2 separate regions of the Zea mays genome follow, and region 1 is linked to region 2. The links are chromatin contacts, called in public Hi-C maps. All regions are on one chromosome and are shown on one strand. The core of a region is the stretch at or near the end of the contact, and the rest is flanking DNA. Distances in the headings are between cores, read along the strand shown. Region 1 holds the start of LOC103635071 (E3 ubiquitin-protein ligase EL5). Region 2 has its middle 13 kb from the start of LOC542184.

Region 1 (4,732 bases), core at 1,748-4,247, 70 kb before region 2:
GCCAAGGCCTACAATAAGAAAGTCAAAGCTAAGTCATTTCAGGTAGGGGACCTGGTGTGGAAGACCATCATGCCTCTAAGAAACAAAGTCCGAAAGTTTGGGAAATGGTCGCCAAGCTGGGAGGGTCCATACAAATTAAAATAGGTAATATCTGATAACGCCTATTTATTGCAAACATTACAAGGCAAAGATTTGCCCAAAGCTTTGAATGGGCGTTTCTTCAAGCAGTACAATCCTAGTATGTGGCAAGATGCTTAAGAAAACCGATGTAAAGTCTCTTTTGGTTTGCTCAGCTCCACCAAAAGGCAGGGGGCATATGTTGAGCACCAAAATGAGTCGTCGGATGGTACGACCCTGGGGGCGGACGGTCCGCGGTCTGGATGGTCTGCGCCTGTGGACCGAACGGTCCGCGCGCGCAGAACAGATTAGGGTTCCGAGTTTCTTGTTGTGTTTGTTGACAAGATTCACGGAATTAGCTCGGGGGAGTTTGTTTGTAACGGGTCCAGCCCCCTCCTCTATAAAAATAGAGGAATACGACCGATTTGGAATCATCAATCGAACCTACAAACAATACAATTTACGTTTTATCTTAGAAGTAGTTCTAGTCTAGTTTTAGTTTAGTCTTCCAATCCCCAAATTCTCCGCTTCTATTCGACTCTACATCAATGATTTCAAGTCGTCCGACTAATCGCGATTAGTCGGGCTGGTCGGCAATTAGGACACGATTTGCTGGACGACTCGACTAGAAGACCTAGTCGTCCTGGTCGTCCAACTAATCATCGACTAGGGCGACTAGTCATCCGAGTTATGTGTCCTGGTCGTCCCGGCTAGGGTTTAGTTATTGGGCCTTTTTTAGCCCATCTACAGTCTAATTTAGAGTACACTCTCCTCTCCTGCTCTAAGCTAGCCGCCAACAGTCTCCAACCTGCACGTCTCCTCTCCTCTCCTCTCTTGGCACAACCCCTGCAGTCCTAAACTCCTGATTGTCGGCGGCTACACCGGCGGCTACAACACCCTGCGTCCCCTGCCCCTTCTCCTGCAGTCCTGCTTGCCTGCTGCAGTCTCCAACCGGTGGTGGCCGCAAACTAGTGACGAGATGAGCACGTCATCTGAAGGTCCCTCCTGCTCCCCCACTTCTCCCCCTAAACCCTAGACAACGAAGCAACATGTTACTTTGTTTATGCTAGTTGTTTGTTCTAATTTATATAATGTATGCAGGTATATTTATATATATACCTATATAAGTATAACTACTAGTCTAGAACGACCAGGGACCGACTAGGACCGACTAGGGGTCGACTAGTCGCCCTAGTCGTCGCCTAATCGTGACTAGTCGCCTAGTCGGTCCCAGGGTTCGACTAGGCGACTAGGCGACTTGAAATCATTGCTCTACATCGATTAGAGGAGTCTAGGTCGGCCTGCTGAGCCTAGACAACACCTAGGATCTCTCCTCCCCGACAAGGTCCCTCTCGGGAGCGAGATCCAGATGCCGCCGGCGACTTCTGCCGCCCCTGCGCACGCGCGGACCGTCCGGCCTGTAGGCAGGAAACCCTAAGCCCTGCTCCAGGTCGCGGACCGTCCGGCCCGTGGCCGTGGACCGTCCGCGCCTGTGCAGCGAGCACTGCCGCCGGTTGTCACGCAGTGATTGGCGTCCAAAATAGGCACCAACAGTCGGTATTGTATGAGTTGTAAATAGAATAATACATGAATCATTTTATGTGTTGTAAATGGATGAATTTTATGTGATTTATATGAGAAAATAAAAATACATCTAGTTTTGGCTGCTAAAATTAATTAATTTTCGTCAGCCAAATAGGTAGTCGACGAAAATTAGCTTTGGCCACTCTGGTTTGTATGGGCCTCTCGCCGACGAAAGTTAACGCGATTCGTTTTTGTTCATACTTACGGATGAACGTCTTTCGCTGGTATCTCTACTCTCTAGTAATAAGAAACGTGCCAAGAACCAAGTAGTTCCCACGGCTGACGAAGATTCAAGGCCGATAAAGAAAAGTGCATGAGTCCATTCGCAGAAATCACACTACAAATCATTGCAAAATTAGCTGGCATCACCAACAAATCTATGCACAGTGGAATGGCACTCCGAAACGGTCGAGGATCTGTGACCGTGGGAGCCGATGGATCTTGTCAGAAGGAAGAGAATCGGGTGGAAGCAAAGACCCGCCTCGCCTTCTCAAGATCCTGGTCGCTATGCATCCTCCCCATCACCGGCGCCACCCTGAAGCCATTGGGCGGCGCGGCGACGGCGTCCCCTGCCACGTCTATGCGCACCTCCGGCTGGGCCCCGCCCTCGGCTGGCGCGGTAGCGCTCGGCGGCACGACGACGTCGGCGCGGCAGAGCGGGCATGTGGCGTTCCCACGGAACCAGGCGTCGATGCACTCGACGTGGAAGCGGTGGCCGCACCGCGGCAGCGCGCGGGCCTTCTCCCCCGACTCGAGCTCCGCGAGGCAGACCGCGCAGTCCCCTGCCCCCGCGCCTGCTTCGATCGACACTACTGGTATCGCGGCGAGAACTGCGTAGTCGAGGCCGCGGGGGGAAGGCGCCCCCGCGCCGTCGCCGTCGCCGTCGCGGCGGTCCTCGTCGCCACCGGCGATGGCCAAGCTCCGGAGCAGCCGCGGCTGGCCGGCGCCGAGGCGCCGGCGCCGGGTGCTGCTGTAGAGGTGCAGCGCGACGAGCGCCAGGAGCACGCCCGCGAACGCCCCCGCCGCGGCGAGGAGTATCTTGCCAGCGACGGCGTAGTTCGCCGGGTCGGACGCCTGCGGTGGGTCGGGGTCGGGGGCGTGCGGCTTGGGGAACGGAAACGCGTGCCCGGGACCCTCGTCGCACGAGATCGTCACCTCGTTCGCCTTGGGGCGCGTGCCATTGCCGTCGCCGGCGCCCATTTCTGATGGTCGAGCGCTCACCGGGCTGAGGAGTGGTTTCGGGGAAGATTTGGGTGTCCGCAGCCGCAGCGTTGCGATTTCCGTGAGCGCAGTTACTTATACGTGATTCCAGGACTGAAATACCCCTGTACGTCGGGAAAGTGGGATGGAGATGGAAGGGCAGCCTTGGGGTTCTACCACTGGCTGGACGTCTGGGGCACGCTGTAGAACGGAGAGGCAGCACCACAGAAGTCCATGTCCGTTCTCCGGTCCCGGGCTGACTGGCTGACCGCCCGTATGCCGTAGGAGGACAGACGAACGGCCGTGATGCGTCAGCCAAGCGGTTCCAGGCGCATGGTCAAGAGTAGAGTTGACTATTGCCGTCAACCAACCTGGTGTTACTGCGCGCTCGTCTCCTCTGCTCCTCACAATGGAAGTCGCTGTCTTTAGCTACCCCCCACTGGAACATCGAAGTCGTCGCTTGCCGCGACTTGGACCTCGGCAAAATTGGGCCAGACGGCGACATGCAGCGCGGGGCCGTGGATGCGTGGTCGGCCCGACCAGCGAAGCTTCGCTCAAGCGAGGCGCCCGTTGTCGCGACGCCAGCCACGGCGTTCGTTAAGTGTGACCTGTGGGCTGGCTGTCGGCTCCGGCCTCCGGGCTTCATATTCTAACCGAAGCAGAAGCATATGAGTGTTGAACTAAGAACAGATATTTAGGGGCAGGGCATTTTAAAAACAAAACAATTTTATTTAGCGATTTTAAAACTACTGGTACCAAACGTGCATGTGTGCTGAACGAGACATACAGTTTATTGTGTGGTTATTGAATTCACTAGAGCCGGTTATAATTGACAGTTCATTGATATTGGTCAAGATGAAACTATGAATCAAGTGTGAATAAAGGACAAGAAGAGATCAAATTGCAAAGAGACAAGATATAATGGGTGTAATATGTTCTCAATATCAGCTTGCTTGTATACGATAAACGGTTCGAAAATGACTTGGCATGGTTATTTATATGTCAAATGCGTGAATCAAAGGGAATCGTAATGATGATCGAGTACATGATCATATGGATGGTATTCATAACCAAGAAAAGCTAAAGTTGATCAAGGTCATAGTACCTCAAGCGAAAGGCACTGTAGAAGCTTGATTGATCTCAAACGTGAAATAAAAGAAAATATTCAAGAAGAATCATGTTATTGAAGAAATGACATTAAACAAATGCTTAATATTCACATGAGACAAGGATTGACTTGAGGATGACTAGATAAGGCGAAGGTAGCAAGTAAATGGTTTCTTGAGGGACTATACAAAGGTGGAGAGCAAGCAACAACTTAACTACCAATGGACTGTAACACCCTAAATCCAGTAAATGAAAACAACCTTATTTGAATTACTAATTTTCAATAGAAAGGATAAATATTTACGTTTTCAAATAATGAATATGGTAATAGAAACAAATTACACATTTTTTGTATGAATCGAATTTATCAAGTGTTTTAATGTATTCATGTCGAGGCATATATTTCGGTTGATTTGGTTTGCAAATTCAATTTGTGAGAAAAGCCTTATTTTCAAAAATAATAAAGAATTGTTAAAATAATACTTTTTTAAAAAAAGTATGCATTGATTTTTTTAATATAATTGTGAGATTGTTCTGTTTTTGAATATATCTCTACTACTTATTAAGTAAGCAATAATAGTCTGCCTCCCCTCGTTCTGTCGTTCTGCCTCTCATCTATCTGGACCGTCCGTTTCTATTGTCTATGTCATCCAACCGCACGCGCCCCTTCCCTGTCCACGCAAGATCCAGCCGTGCCCGCCCCCTCCCCCTCCCCACCCCGCAC
Region 2 (5,157 bases), core at 346-2,845:
CGGCTAACCGGTCGACTAACCGGTTATCGGCGCCGGTCGGTAAGGCCAATACCCCAGTTTTGGATTTTGAATTTGAAAAATATAAATTTTGAAAACTTTTGATGCCAATTTTTTATAAATACTATGGATTATTTGAAGACTTTTTGCTAAAACAAAATTTCAAAATACGCAACGGATTTCAAACTAAAAATCATGGAAGTTTCGGAAAAATACAAAAAAAGAAAAACAATATATCGGCTAGTATTACCGATTAGCCGCTCACCAAAGCTGATAAATCGATGTATATGACTGATTAGCCGGCAACCGAGTAGGAGCTAGGGTTTAGGGGATTTTTTTCTCCTTTTCATCATAAATCTTTTCAAATTATCACTTTTACATGCAATATGGGCTAATAATACTTACAATAATAGATCACTAGAATATTAGGCGCCCTTCGGGTGCCCTAGATATTCATAGTTTTATTTGTGAATATTAAACAGTAATACTAAGACCTAATAAAACATTGGTTCTTAAATTCATTGTCATCAACCTAACTGCTAAAACCAAATTTCAAAATATGAATGGCAGGACCCTGAGTACTACTAAATGTTGGTGGAGTCGTGGAGTACGACTTTTACGTTGACCAGTCAGACTTGGAAAGATTACATCACATAATCAGTGGAATGCACACCCGTGGGAATGGTCCTCACCGGATGGTGTACTGTATCTTAGATGGTATTTATGAACTATGAAACAGTGACATGTAATATATTTGAACCATGGAACAGTGTCATACAATGTATTTTGAACCGCTAAATGTTGTTATTAGACTTGTGATAACATTTAGACCGATCTAAATATGATTTATTTGCTAAAAAACAAGAGGTTTGATTTCTCGCGCACTGCTACCAATTTATCAAATTGGTGACCGATAAATCGGTCTTATCGGCCGATTAATCGATTTTGAGTCGTTTGAATTCAAAAACTATGAAAAAATGTTATTTGAACTGCTAAATGTTGTTATTGGATTTGTGATAATGTTCAGGGTCATCTTTTGTTTAAATTATGGGATCTCAATATGCTTTATTTGTAAAAATATATATGGCTCGGATTATATTTCTATGTCGCCGGTTTATCAGACCAGAATATGATATTCCGATTAATCGGATTTATCGGGTTTTCGAATTAAAAAACTGAGCGGTTTCGATTTTGTCCGGTCGCGATAAACTGGTTATCGATGGGCGCCGGGTTTTAGCTCTTTAAGGTCTTGTTCAGTTAATCCTGTTACCTATGGATTAGATAAGGTTAGAAAAAATTAACAAGAATTTTGACTTGTTTGAAATTTGAACCCATCAAATTTTATTCAATCCAGATGGATTGAGAGCTAACCAAAAAAGTCCTAACCGTTTTGGTGAAGCTGCTGTGAATTGCGTACCAGTAGGAGTATCTGTAAGTCCCTGTGTGAACTGCAAATATTTCCGGAAGGGTAGGGTTGCGTGCAGAAGATACCAAGTTCGCATTTCCTTCTTGTTCTTGGTCTTATCGGCTGACACGGAGGTAGGTGGGTGGATGCCGGTCCATTTGTGATTCTGTGTGCGCCGCCAGCCCAAAAACCAGCGGCTGACCCACGAATCTCCGGCGGCCCACGGGAAACGCCTGACGCGCCTTGGCGGCTTGGCCTGTCCAAGCAACAAGTGCGCGAGCGAAACGTGTGTTCCTGTTCTAGCGCGTGTAGGACAGCTGGACAGTGAAAAGTTTATTACTCCCTCAACAATCATAAGAACTAGTCTTTGTCTCTTAACTTTAAAACCGGACATAGCCCTTCCCTTATCTTTAATAACGACACATGTGACCAACTGCTTCGTTTATATGTTTGTTTCAGCCAAATCAGTAAATATAAGATATGATATGTTTCAGTACAAAGTTTTTGTTATATTTTTAGATCTATGTTTTTTCCTATAATTAATTCACAACTGTAGTTTCCATGGTCCAATTGGGATGATATATTTTTTGCAGGATAATCATTGTATTCTTAAGTTATAGTAAAAAGATCATATTTATTGGATCTTGTATTATTAAGTCATAGATTTTTTTTCTATATTTATACTTGTTAAATAGTTAGAAGTTTGTAAAGGTAGAAAATATGTGTTCTATGTGCAATGTTCTCTATAACAATATGGTCATGTTCAGTGTTCATAATTTGTACAATAGTAGCATTACATACAGAACATATATGTTCTATGTTTACATGTGTACGGTTTAAAACTATTTAACAAGCATAAATATAGATAAATCTATAACTCAGTAATACATGTTGGAATGTGTTTAAAATTTAGATTATCAAAAAAGTATCACAATTGGATAGAAATTGTAGCTATAAATTAATTATAGAAAACATAGAACTAATGCTAGAACTATTTTTTTATTGTAACATACTGTATCATATATTCATATGTTCTGTGTATAGATTTTAATAATGTTAGATTTTTATTTTGTATTTATCTATGATTTACTATTATTTTTAAATATGTAGGTAAAATAAACTTAGAAGAAGAAAAAAAAGAAAAACCATTGAACCAAACAGTTATAAGGTCATGTGTCCAATTTTGACCGATACAATAGAAGCTGTGAATTGAGAGGTGAAATGGAGCTTTCTTTTATGACCTGTCCAAAAAAATCCTGATATGATCAGACTCGATTAATCGGACAAATGTGTATGTATTATAGTTTTGACCCGCAATAATCTACGGATTAGATACAGAACGTGATTTTTAACCCAAAACTTGATCCAACCCAAAAAACACTCCCAAACGATGACCCGTTTCCGGAAAAGTCTAGACGCATGTTGTGGTTGAAATGTCTCTCTACTTGGAGTCTTGGACCGCCCGGCGACCGTGGGTTGTCTTCTCCTGAAGATGGGGGAAACGCATGTATTTTCTGTTCTAGGAAAAGCAAGGAACAATGGCACGGATATGAATGTCCAATTCAGTGTGGTAAAATCTTCCAAAAAGCTTATATAGTACTATGTCTCATTTTATCGTTCGTTTGAGCTTGTTCTTTTTTTATCCATATTTAAATAAATAACAATAAATCTAAACACATACGTAATACACAAACATTAAATATTATATAAATCTATTAACACTCTAAAATGAATATTATTTTAGAATGGATGTAGTAGGTAATATCAAATATTATATGAATCTACTATCGAATACTATTTTAGGATAGACTATTTTAGGATAGAGGTAGTAGGAAAAATGACAAGCCCAGTTACAAAGCTCCAACGAAACAGCGAAGAGCGAACGGCTAAGATGCATCGACCAACACTTTACAGCGCGTTTGTAACACCCACTTTGTAAATTACTAGAAATAATACCAATAGAGAAACATTTTCTCTTTATGTGAGTTTTGATCTTCATGCATCATCCTATGTGAACACCATGTCCAAGAACAATTAATAAAAAGACGTGCTACTAAATTCATGCATCATGTTGAATATTTTATTTTTGTGTGCATTTTGTAACAAGAAAATATTAAAGACCAAAAAGGGAAAATTAAATCCTAAAAGAAATTCTTGAATCTAGAAAAGAGAAGGAATATGAAAACATGAATACTATATTTGAATAAATATTCTCAAACCTAATACTTTTAATTGCACAAATATGGTTTGAAAATGAACTAGTCACAAGTTTGAATTTAAATTAGTATTTAAATTTGAATTTGTGAAAGAATGGAGAAAGGAGAAAATAAAAGAAAAAGGAAAAGGAATACTATACCTGAATGGGCTGGCTGCCACCAATCTGGCCCATTACCACACTCACCACCGCAGCCCAACTAACCTACCGGCGCCGACACCTGGGGCCCGGCTGTCTGTCGCTGGGCTCTCGCGCGCGCTCGGACTTCTCTGCCACTGCGTTCGCGGGCCCACGTGCAGGCTCTTCCTCCGCGCTCGTCTTCCCTTCCCTTCCTTTTCCCTGGCTCGTGGGACCCACGGGTCAGAAGTGTCGTGCTCGCGGAAATGGCGGACTGCGCCAACAACCTTGCGCGGCGGACCAGCTGGAAATCCCGATGGCTTCGGGGTGGTTGTTACCGCCGATTGGGGGAGCATAAGACCGTTGCTGTGCGCGTCGTGACCTGACCACAACTCATACCCAGTGCCGACCTACACCATAGCCGAGGGGGCGGAGGAAACCGAGCTCCGCCGCCGTCGGGGGGAAATTGCTAAAGCGCTCTCTGCACACCACCGGGTTTGATCCGTGGGCTTCGCCGGGAGCTTTGAAGGGTGTCCGTGGTGTCCTCGTACGGGTTCAGGGACCGGTGAACCGGCGATTTCGCGCCGTTGCCAGTGCTCCGCCGCGGAGCCGCATCCCGTCGTGGACCGCTCGTTGGTCGCAATCCATGCCCGCGGTGAGTCCCTATTCAGCATTGTCGCGTCAGCGAGATTTTGTAGCGATATTGGGATTGGGTTTTGGTCGACCGGGCATGGAGTTCGCCGCACTCCGGCGAGGATCCGCCGTAGTCATGGGGAGGCGGCGCCGTGCTCTGGGTGGTCGAGGGGTGGAGGATGGCTGTGTGCCATTGATTTTCCGTTGGACGATGTAGATTAGATGGTAGGATGGCCCTCGGATCTTGATCGTGTGGCTTGCGCGAGATCAGACGATATAAAATCAGAGTCGCCCATTCCAGATCGTGGGGTGGGGATTGTATACCGGTTCACGGTGGTAGTGATCTAATCGTGACCCTCGGTTGGAAATCGAACGGCCGTGATCACAAGATACCCCTTCGGCTGAAGCCTTTTGCATAAGAAACCCTGTAGTTTATAGAAAACAACCCGCCGTCCAGGGGCCCTGTTCCCTGTGTCTGCGGATACTTACCCCGAGCCCCCTGCGTTTCACATTAATTGAGGCCTAGTCCAGTGGCAGGATAAAGTGTATAAATGAATTAGAAAGTGAATATTTAATATGAAAATAATTACTAGAACTTTGTAAATTCATAGAAAATTCATACTAACTCCAAATTAGTCCATTCCAGTTCCTAAAATTTTGTAATTTAATTCTCTATCACCTAGAGCCTCTGTTATGTCATGAAAACAGCAAGAAATTTATTTATCACTTAATCCTATTTAAAGCACATAAAACTTTTGAAAATGCATAACTCGAAATCTATAACTCAGAA

The links. Hi-C and Micro-C count contacts between places; a contact is called where the count stands out from the background.
Region 1: a contact with region 2 is called in a Hi-C map of bundle sheath, with 3 times the contacts expected there. The contact joins the promoter of LOC103635071 here to the enhancer-like site in region 2. A contact is called at or near these places in 2 of 25 Hi-C or Micro-C datasets (bundle sheath and leaf mesophyll).

What each region holds. Positions count from the first base shown.
Region 1 is chr8:36,606,492-36,611,223 of Zm-B73-REFERENCE-NAM-5.0, reverse strand. It overlaps LOC103635071 (E3 ubiquitin-protein ligase EL5), which reads right to left and starts at 2,997. Exons shown (of 1, transcript XM_008657626.4): 1 at 2,002-2,997. The coding sequence starts at 2,901. The coding sequence ends at 2,146.
Region 2 is chr8:36,534,944-36,540,100 of Zm-B73-REFERENCE-NAM-5.0, reverse strand. No RefSeq gene overlaps it. Among protein-coding and RNA genes, the nearest start is that of LOC542184, 13 kb to the right of the region's middle. Within about 2 kb of position 1,595, at least 17 of the 20 cell types and tissues checked have an H3K27ac peak or open chromatin away from gene starts, as enhancers often do. A contact at or near this core is called in bundle sheath and leaf mesophyll, where this site is marked.